2 separate regions of the Mus musculus genome follow, and region 1 is linked to region 2. Evidence: chromatin contacts called from public HiCAR-type data. All regions are on one chromosome and are shown on one strand. Each heading gives the region's core, a stretch centred on a gene start, on an enhancer-like site or on the middle of the called end of the contact. The rest is flanking DNA. Distances are from core to core; before and after follow the strand shown.

What was found. HiCAR-type assays count read pairs that join an accessible place to other places.
Region 1: a contact with region 2 is called in a HiCAR-type map of astrocytes, with 5 times the contacts expected there. The contact joins the promoter of Mfap3l here to the promoter of Galntl6 in region 2. A contact is called at or near these places in 1 of 39 promoter capture datasets (hippocampal neurons) and 1 of 115 datasets of contacts at active chromatin or transcription factors (astrocytes).

What each region holds. Positions count from the first base shown.
Region 1 is chr8:60,631,056-60,636,572 of GRCm38.p6, reverse strand. It overlaps Mfap3l (microfibrillar-associated protein 3-like), which reads right to left and starts at 3,748. Exons shown (of 3, transcript NM_027756.5): 1 at 3,515-3,748. It overlaps Gm34730 (a long non-coding RNA gene), which reads left to right and starts at 4,718. Exons shown (of 3, transcript XR_379010.3): 1 at 4,718-5,106.
Region 2 is chr8:58,907,468-58,913,004 of GRCm38.p6, reverse strand. It overlaps Galntl6 (UDP-N-acetyl-alpha-D-galactosamine:polypeptide N-acetylgalactosaminyltransferase-like 6), which reads left to right and starts at 1,378. Exons shown (of 12, transcript NM_175032.3): 1 at 1,378-1,668. The coding sequence starts at 1,531. It overlaps BC030500 (cDNA sequence BC030500), which reads right to left and starts at 1,250. Exons shown (of 3, transcript NM_173411.2): 1 at 1,203-1,250; 2 at 471-588; 3 at 1-145. The coding sequence starts at 496.

The sequences.
Region 1 (5,517 bases), core at 2,499-4,998, 1.7 Mb before region 2:
ATATTCCTCACTAGGACTCTCTTCCCAGGTTACTCCGGGTTGTGTCAAGCTGGAAGATAAAACCAGCCAATGAACTGTTTGTTTCATATTGCTGTCTAAAACCCTAAGCTTATTTCCCATTGTTTACCTATAATGGGATAGAATCCACCCTCCTTTGTGTGTAGTTTAATTCATCACTGCGAAGGGAATACTTCGTGTCCCTTATGCTGCCTCTGTCTGCTATCTCATTACACCAACTCTCCCGTTGAATAAGGCTGCATAAGCCTTCTATGGCGTCCATAAGAGATTACCACAGTTTTAGGGACTTTATACAACCCTCATTATCTTATTGTTCTGTAGTTTGGAAATTCACCACATGTTCTAGTTCTCTTTCAGTTGTAAAGTGTTCTGACCAGATGCCATAGGGAGGAAAGGGTTTATTTGGCTTTGACTCCCAGGGCACAGTCTATCATCACAGGGCAGGAACCATGGGGGATCATACTTCTTGCCTGCTTGCCTGCTGGCTTATTCTCTGACTCATGCCCAGCTACCTTTTAATACAGCTCAGCCCTCTTGGCTGAGGAATAGTGCCTCCCACAGTGGACTTGGCCCTCCTATGTCAATTAGTAATCAAGAAATTGCCCATATTAACCAGACTTGAAGTCTGTATTTTCTATACAATTAGAATTGACATTTAGAACAAAGGCTGTTCCCATTCAACTTTACACTTTGAGAATAAAATATATTTTATGTACTTGTGGTTAATTAGGGTGTGTGGTGTTTTTATTTATTTGCAAGGTTTTCTTAATAACAAAATCCATAATTTTTTTTAAAGGTCAATGCCTTACAGACCTGCCCACAGGGCTAATCTAGTCTGGGCAATTCTTCAATCATCGTTCCCTCTTAGGACATGTAAGCTGTCAACAAAAATCAATGTATCTATGCACACATGTATCTTAGTGGGCTAAATTTAGGGCACTGGTGGAGGAAGAATCGTCATCCTTGCTTTGCAACTGCCCACCATGGTTTGGGAGACCTTTTCATCTTCAAAGTTGGTAGCAGCCCATGGAGTCTTCCTCAAGACACTACCATAGAATTCTTCCTTAGCCTCTGTGAGCCCTGGGATGACACAGGACACACATGGACGATTCGGAATTATCTTCTTATCTCAAAGTTCTTCTTCAGCACATCCACAAGTCTCGTCATGACCATGCATGGAGACATTTTTCTGCCTACCATAAATAAGTTCTTTCTGAATACAGGACCCACTTCTCTGCTTTAAAAGACTCTGAACCAATTTTCAGTATTCCCAGAGATTAAGTACAAAGCCACCCCTTCCACAAGGGCCTTTCCTCCTCCAAGCCCAAGGAGGCCATTTTTCTCTGCCTCTTTTCAGGCCCACACACATACATGGACTGCAACGCTTATTTTCTACTCTAATTGATTTGTCTTCGGGCACATCACTCCAACTAGATGGTATGAGTCATGATGTCTTACTCATCCTTGCAGCTTATGAAGCCTGGCCATAAAAGTTTGTGGGGAAGAAAATTTAATGTGAAATTTTAATGCATGAAGAGGCCTCAGGTGGAGGCAGAAGCAAGACCAATAAATTTACAGAGCCTCTGTTTGGAGCATGAGTATTAAATGGCTCTGTCTGCCTTTAATTAGTTATAATCACATAACCAACCAACCCCTATTCTTTTAACCCCATTCCACAGAGGTATCACGGCAAATTTAAAACCAACCATTTGCACCTTAATGCTGATTTTTACTATATGTGACTGGCCATGGAAACTGTCAGAATTGTAAGTGTTCCCCTGGGTTTTGCTAGAAAAGACAACTTGTATCCCAAATGCTAGAATGAATTCTAAGTTAGGCAAACACTACTATCTACATATTTCCTGAATTCATACAAACACACTTGCTTAATGACGCTATATGACTTGGGCTGAGACTGAACAATTTGGTTACTGCAAGTAGCTACTTGGCATTTAAGTGTCTGGAAGTTCTTGAAGAAAAATATTGAAAGCTCAAATTAAACAATAGCTGTGGTACTTAAATAGTCTTAAATTTTTCAATTGTTAGCCAAAAAGGGTGAGGAGTGGGGTTTGAATAAGGTCACATGAGTGTGAGGAGATTTATTTTTAAAAGAAATGGTCTGTTGTGTTCATCTAGTGTCACTAGCAAACCCAGGGGGCACAGAAGTACAAACCCAGCAACACTTGTAAGACCTAGGTGCTCAGCCCCCTGCTATCAATCAGAAAGACACAGCTAAGGAAAGATCCCACTTGTCTCTTTCTAAACAGCACAAGGCATAGCTAGGTGGAGCAATCAGGGCACATTGTAAACGTGGTGCATCACACAGAGCCAGGTAATGTAACCAGTCATGTGCTGGGCTCCTCAAACTTGTAAGTATTTTAATAGATGAATATGGGTAGCTGTAGGGGAAAACAGTAACATTACCTTAGAAGGTACAGATTGCATTTTTGTGCATTAGCTCACTGCCTGCAAACTACCTTGCTCTAATTTAGTCTCTCCTGAAAAACAATTCTTTTTCCATCTTGCAGATTTAATCCTGAACATTTTACTATGTTGAGTGTAGTAGCAACTTTAAAAAAAAAGTGTTTTGCCTGGGGGGGGGGGAGTGAGAAAACTTCAAAAACCACTGTTTCTGCAATGCTGATTCCAAGTTCCTAATATAAAGCTAGAGCAAATAAAGATTGCTACAGTAACCACACTTTGAACAAGTGTCTTTCAAAACAATGACGACGGAGCCATAATATTTTCTACAGGGTGAGCAGCTGATGTACCTGCAAACATCTTCTTTTCTTTTTTCCAGTTTGCTTTATAAACCTTGGAATTTGCGATCCCAGGCTAATTTAAAGAGGGAGACAAGCAATTCTCGGGCTTAAAAAGGATTGACTCGGCATTTACTTTTTTAGCCAAAGAAGGACGTTCCCCCATTCCAGGCCACCAGACAATTTGGTGTCAACTTGCTATGGTGGGAAATGCGACAAACTCCAAGAGCTCTCAAGACAAGGAAGCAGCTCTTAGCACCAGCTGCTTCCCACACTCCTGCAGCATCAGGACGCGGCGCTTCGGAGCTCCCCACGCCGCCTTCCGGGCAAAGGCCAGTACACCCTTCCCTGTCTGGGGAAACTGAGGCACCGTGACAAGAACGATCCACAGCTGGGCGAAGAGCCCTGTCTCTGCGTGGCATCCTCCTTCTCCCGGGAGATTGGGAAGGCTCTGTGCTAACGCGCTGTGGACAGCGCGCCCCTGGCCATCAGAAGGTTGTGGCACGAGCCTTGGACGCGACTGTCCCCAACCCGCCGGTCTCCGCCCTGCATGTACTTCCAGCATCCTGCGACCAGCCACGAGCTGGGAGAGCAGGGCACCTCCAGGCGCGTAGCCTCGCCAGCCCAGGCGTCCGAAAGTTCTGCAGCTCGGGCGGCCGCTGACCACAAACCCGGTGCGAGGCTCCCTCCTACTGTAGCCCGCCGCCCAGGCTCGCCCGCCCAGTGCCCTCACTGACCTGACACCGCTGCGCCACTCGGGTGGTCGCCGTGCACCTCTCGCCATGGCCACCCGGGGAGCTCTGCAGCACCGAGCGTGTACCAACCTCCTCCGCCGCCCGCGCCTCTTCTCGATGCGGGTTACGAGCCCCGCCGCCGGGAGCCGGAGCTTCCCACCTACGGGCTCCAGAGCCGGCGAGAGCCGAGCATGCCCAGTGCGGCTCCCGGCGGCGCCGAGGTCCGGTGCACTCTGCACAACCGGGTTTTCGCCGCAGCCGCGGCCCGGGGCGGGCCGCTGCGGGTGGTGGGCTCCGCCCACCCCGGGCTGGCCCTGCAGTCTGCAGGGAAGCATCGTGCTCAGAGAGCCCGGCCTCTGGGCGGGACCGGGCGGCCACTGGGCGGTGCTCCCGCGCTCCACCCTGCCTCTTCCTCCAGACTCAGTGGTGCTAGGGCAGCGTGACTGGTAATTGTGGGGAGGCAGGGCGCTGCCGGCGTTGTCACCTCAACTTTCCGGAGCGTCGCGTCTCAGTGGCGTTCAAGGACACGCAGGCAAAGGCGTCTTCGAATGTCATCTTGGATGCCACGGGCAACCAGCCTACCCACGCATTAACCAACCTAGTCTCTAAGGCTGTCTTGTCACAGCACCTCGCGAGCAGGAGCATATGGGGCCTCCTAGGCGGCCGGCCGCGCTGTCACAGCAAAAGCACAGTGGACGCCTCGAAGTGGCACGACAAGACACAGCAGGGTGTTTGCGGTGGATTCTGAGTGGTGTGGTTCCGCGAAAATTTATAAAACTGCCCCTTAAAATTATTTGCAGTTTCGACATTCTCTCTAAAGAGCAGTTAAGTTGTTCTGATGAGAAAAAATAAGTATTCTAAAAATATTTTTACCACCTACATAAGTTTTCTGTGAACAGTCCTGCAATATTAGTGGATCTCTCCCCTGCCATCCCACACGCATTTAAATATTATGTACCTATCATCTATCTTTCTGTCTGTCTATCTATCTATCTATCTATCTATCTATCTATCTATCTATCTATCTATCTATCTATCTATCTATCTATCTATCTATCATTCTATCTATCTATTTAAGGGAGATCTTGTCAGTTTCTGGGACAGTGACCAAGCTCTTCTTCCCTGGCTCTTCTATCCTGGCCCCCTCCGGCCACGCCCCACACCGTGTTTTTTTTTTTTTTTTTTTTAAGAAGGGTAGCCCCGCCCCCACACCTATGTTGGTCATAGGCTGCTGGAAAAACACGGAGAGTTGGATTAAGCAAATTAACGCTACTAAAGTGGCTCAGGCTGTCAGACCCCGCGTATTCCACTCTGAGTTAGGAACAGCTGTCAAGATGACAGGAAGCTGTTAACGGGATAGCAGTCGACCTCCTTCTCTGTGACTGACAAACCCAGAGGCAAAGTATTGTCTGTGACCTCAAGCCCTGAGTTCCGCCGCAGAAGTGGCTGCAGGCAACTGAGCATGCTCTGAACAGTGCCAGACTGCTGCACGTGGTTGCCTCTGGCATCTGGCTGCCCAAGGTTGAGGAACATCAAGACACCAGAGCTCAGAAGACAGGAGGAGGGAGCTGCCCTTACAGCAAGCAATAGCATGGGTACGTGGGACGAACGGACGAACGCTGGTGCAGAGGGATTTATGTGCCAATGGATGCACGGGCTCTCGTTTCTAAGCATATCAAAACCTAGTCCTTCTCCAAAAGCCTGAGAAATGGAAATCATACTTGAACATTAGTTTCCATAGCATCTTAGCTCAACGAACCTCCCTGCCTCTTTCAAAAACCTAATCCGTTCAAGTTTTCAGTAACCATTCTGTACAGTTGTAGCTGAGAACCACACGGAATCTGTCTCCCTTTGTTCCAGTCAGTCATGTGTATTCTTGTAAAGTATTTTGGTATTCGCTTTGGTTCTATTTCTTTTCCTACCCACTCCTTTTTATTTTTTCCTGTCGCAAACCTGCAGAATACTCCCGTTCTATCTTAGAAATACTCGCTGCAGCATGCTTGTGT
Region 2 (5,537 bases), core at 129-2,628:
TCGCTGTCGCTGCCGCGCCTTCCTCGCTGCGATCCCATCAGGACCATGGAGGAATTCTTCCATTGCCCTCCCGCTCAGGGCGACTTGTACTCCGGAATTTCTGGCCTGGCGCCTTTCGGGTGAGCTCAGAGACGAACCAGTCTCCCTGCCGGTTCGAGATTACCCGAGAAGAGAGGATCCGATTGTCCCGGAGCTGCAAATCGATTTCTCTGTCCCCGCCTTCATCCTCCTCTCCTTCCCCCTAGCCTCTGGGTTTGTTTATGTAGCATCTGGCAGCCGCGAGGCAGTGGCCACTACCTTCCGGCCGTGACTCGCCCTCCCCTCCCGGCTTCTAGGCTCCCGCACGTGGTAGACACCAGTATCATCGCCAGCAGGCAGGAGACAGCCAGCGGGAGGCGGACCCCTGGGTGCCAGCTCCACGCGCGTTCTCGCCGTCCTCACTCATCCTCCGCGCGCCCTCTCCCACTTGCCTGTAAAGCCCGGTCACACTTGACATTCGCCGCCTGCCATCCGTCCCTTGCCGTGAAGTGGAGATCAGAAATACTGCCCTGGGGGTGCTGGTGATGCTTCGCTGGGTTCGTTCAGTTGCTGGAAAAGAATGGTAACATGAACAGTGGAGCGTGAGAGCGTCAGCAGAGGAAGGGGGCGAGATTGATGGGTAGAGAGCACACTTCTCTGAGGCTCTCATTCCCAGGACTGCACTTGGAGGAAGGGACGTCTTTGCGCCTGCACTTCCTGGCTGGACTCCGCTGACATCTGTAGCCTCCTTCCAGCCAGGTTCCCAGGTCGCCTAGATGCTGCCTGCAGAGGAGTGTTCTGACGGCGCATGAAGATCCAGGAGTTTGTGAACCCCTATCCAAACATAGTTCTGACCTGGTTATGGTGTCCCTGGATCTTGCCTGACAAGCTGGCTTCCAAGGGAGTTGAACTTGAGTTCAGGTGGGTTATCCCAAAGCAAGCAAATAAAAAGCTGTTCGGGGAAGATAAGGAAGGTGTTGTGCCAATGTCAAAAGCGGACACTTTTCTTCCAGACACTTGACTGGACCAAGCCACTCCCTCCCATTCAGTTCTCGCTTTTCATCTCCGACTCTACATCCCGGACCTCCCACACTAAGGGCGGGGGATGGTGGGCAAACAGCGACAGACAAACACCTCCTATTTACTGATAGATCTAGCATGCTCTCGACTTCCTCATAACTTACCATTATTCTATGAAACGATCGTATTTACTCCACTGCTTTATATTAATGGAGGTCAATAGATTTAACGATTTCCTCAGTTGACTCGTTTATTTCTAAGCCAATAGATAATGCCGTCGTCATAGTTTTCTGGGGGAAAGTAACTGTGCGTTTGTTCTGCAGATGGCCAACTCCCTCTGAACCCTGCAGATTGGTGCTGAGCACACAACAAAAGTTTTTTGCTTCCCCTCAGTTTCTGGTGCTTCCCAGGAAAGAGGAAAGGACTTTGGCATTAAACTCAAGAAGTAGTCTGGGAGACATCTCTAACTTTTCTCCATTGTTATCCTTTGCAATGAAGAGGAAACAGAAGAGGTTTCTGCAAATGACTTTGTTATTCACCGTGGCTTTAATTTTCCTGCCCAACATTGGTCTCTGGTCTTTGTACAAGGATAAACACCTGGTGAAATCTGCAGAACCCGCGGAGCATCAGGTAAGTACCAGTCAGGGCAAGGGGGCCAGGAGAATGGGTTAGATATGCACTGTTTGGGGGCATATAGAGAAAAAGTATAAGGAGTTTCTCCCAAGTCCTCATAGGACTGAATACAGGGACTTTGTGGACTTTGGGCTTTGAGCAGGTCCTGGTTTGCAGCTCATGACACGGTGAATGGTGAATGGAACATAAAATGAGAAAGAATCCAAGGTCAAGAAGAGAAGGTATATACTCTTCCAATTGGTCAGTGATTAATTTTTTGACTTGAAGGGGGCAGGGTGGAAAGGAGTCAGAAGTGCTTTGGTACAAGTTCAATTACAGGGATTGGTTTCTGCCTTCTGTCTTGTGTGCGTGTCTGTATTAAGTGCATCTGGCCAACTAAGTTATTCAGATTTTAAAGTGGTTTTCCAAAATCAATCATTTGCATATATATGTATATATATGAAAAGATTCTTATCCTGTGGAAACTTAAACTTTGTCTTTTGTTTCCTCTGTTCCTAATGTGGTCTGGTAGGTTAATTGCTAGAGACAATTATTAAGAATCTATATTCAATCCCCCACCTCCAACATTTGATAACTTTGTTGCTAAAAGCCTTCCCTCATGTGCTAAACAGGCTGTGTGATATTTTGCCTTCCTTCTACTTAGCATGTAACTATTAGTATGCTTATGTTTGCAGTAAGAGTTAATCCTGTGTCTAGGTAACTCTCATAGAGAGTAAGAATACCAACTATCCTTCACAAAATGCTGATGGAAATCAGTAGTGCTGTTTTTCTGCTGATTAGCAAATACAGCATGTATTTTTTTAAAGAAGAAAAACTTTGAACAAGGGATTACAGCCTACTTCATGAAAACACTATACTTCTCTATTCAGTGTCAAGGATTGCTTTATAATATTAATATGCTTAATTTCATGGGTCATCACCTGTGTATTCTATGTACTTTTCTCACATAGAAGGGACTAAGTAATCCACTTTTAGACAGCAGCAATGTGAATTGATAGCAATTGAATATTTTTACCTATACTTAACAGAGTTTAAGTTTGCATTTATGCAGTGAAAGTTGTGAATTATATGGAAGACATCTGATTTTTTTTTCATTACAAGAACTCATCATCAGTATCTGAACTATAAATAAACTAAATGCTCTGGATTTTTAGTGGATTGGAATTTTGAAAGACAATGCTGGTATACTTTCATTGAGTTGATCTTGACCATACTTCCAAGCTGAAATTTAGCTTCAGACTTAAGTATGATGGGCTTTGTCATTCTAAAATATTCAGAGGAGATACCAGCTTTGTATGTGAACTTGGAACCACATATTGATCACATATTTTTCCAATCTTTTATTCAAAGAATAACGTTAATAGTAGTAATCAGTATATTGCTATTAAAATTTCAATCAAATTAGGAAAATAAAAGAAAATATTTTATGTTATTATTTACTATTTTGTAATACAATCTGAAATTTTTTCTGGGATCGTTAACATGAACTGTTAATTGATTAATCTAATTAATGAGATTGTAACAATTTAAATTGTTGGCTATTGATTTTGAGGCTTAATGAGAAAGTTGTTTGTCAATTAGCATAGGAAGTTACTTTTAAACTGTGACTAATTCCAATCTCCAGAAAAGTTTCTCTGATTTTGACTCTTGTGACATGAAACTAATCTTTAGTTTTAAGTAATAAAATGTCGGAGCTGGAAGGTTTGAGTGGCAGAAAAGCAGTTACTTACTTGTTCTTTCTGAAAGATTCTTACAGCATAGTAAAACCATGTGGATACTAGTGATGGAAATAGTACAAATTGAAATTCAAGGGAAAAGTTTTGAAAAGAAAACTTATGGAAGAAAAGACACTGATAAGATTTTGATGAATATTCTTACATAATGTAATGATTCAAGCCAAATAGCAATTTCACAGTTTTCAATTTTTTACAGATTAAAAAGTCATTGATGGGAAAATTTTATGTCATTATGTAATTTTTGATGAGTAAAAGTTAAACTATTAGTAAATGTGACTGAATAAACTGCAACTTGTGATTATACACACACACACACACACACACACACACACACACATATGTGTGTGTGTGTGTGTGTGTGTGTGTGTGTGTGTGTGTAATGATGTGATATTACGGTGCACTAGCTTGCTAATGTTTAAACATTAGTGGTTTATATACTATAGGCTATACAACAGGATTTCAATGTGGCATGTGATATGTTATTTAAATTCAGCAATTCATTTTCAAAAGCCTTTTCTTTCCAGAAATCATGGGTTACTATGTTTATCTTAATGCTGCAAAATGCCGAGGATGGGAATGATATCCAACTGCAAGCACTGGCAGCAATAAGGACCGTGGCAGTTATTCAGAACATGTCACATGCTGACACAAGCCGGTCTATTTTCACAGCTGTGTGTGTGCAACAACCAGTGGTTCTTGTTCAGGACAGTCGAAAACTGCACAGGTTAAAGTAAAACAACTCTTACAGTAAGTGGCAGGACCTAGCTCAAGTTAAGAGAGTTCTAAACCATCAAAACATGAGAACCTTCCCCAAATGACCACTTTCATTTTTCTTTTTCCTTTATCTTTTTTTTTTGGTGCTATATTTCAACACATGTAGTCTTTCTAACTAGTATCTAATTTAAATTGTATTTATTTTGCAATGCAAGATGAATTTAAGGAGGGTAATGTATAGGGCACAGGAGAAAACTACTTTCATACTTTTGAACGTAATGTTTAATTATTTTGAAGTTATACTGTATTATTACAAATTGTTTACATTAACAGTAGTTTTATATTACATATACTATTTATAATAATTCTGCATGTTGCCAAAGAAATAACAAAGTACGTAAGAATTCCCAAGTTATTCTTCTGAATGCTTTTGTAGCTTTCCTCATTTCGTTATAAATCCAAAGTAGATTGATAAAATATTGTTAATACACTGCAAGCAGGTGGATATTATAAGGTTGAAGTTAAATATTTAAAATAATTCTTGCGATATTTTTTAAGATTTTAATTATTGATTTACATGCTATTACATTATTATGATTATATGATTTTTTTAAATTATTTACTCATTTGTTCTTCCCAAAAATTGTGTCTGTTACATTACTTAAACAGTATGTCTGTATAGTACAATAAATAATGGTTTATTGATTGTAAATATGGTTTTTAGATTCTAATGATAGGTATGTGATTAATTGTTGGGTGATAAATCTTAATTTTATTTTTCTTTTTAAATATGTGATATGTTACTGTTCTTAAGGTAAAATTGCATCAGTCTCTCTTACAACCTTGAGTCATAGGTGGAGTGAAAGGGTGATATATAGAATAATGAAACAACTTAGAGTTAACTACTACCCCTCATAATATTATACATATTTTCCATATTATTAACTCAAGTGAACATGGGAAGGCTACCCTAAACTTTTTCATTTCTTAAAATATTCAGCACATTAGCTACCTCAAAATAAGTCAAAAACAAGAGTTCCAAAAATTAATGCAAGACTGTTTACAACATGAAAAGATTTCCACATTTTGTAGTTATAAAAAATAAAAGATGCAAAATCCATACATTTTTTAAGCACTGATTTCTGAGAACTGTTCAGAATGTATAATTTCTAGAAATGCAGGCTTGTGATGATTTTCTAGCAGATAAGAAAACAATACAACAAAAATCCCCCAACTAGCCAGGCATGGTGGCACATGCCTTTAATCCCAGCACTTGGGAGGCAGAGGCAGGCAGATTTCTGAGTTTGAGGCCAGCCTGGTCTACAAAGTGAGTTCCAGGACAGCCAGGGCTTTACAGAGAAATCTTGTCTAGAAAAAAAAACAAAAAACAAAAAAAAACAAAAAAAACAAAAAAAC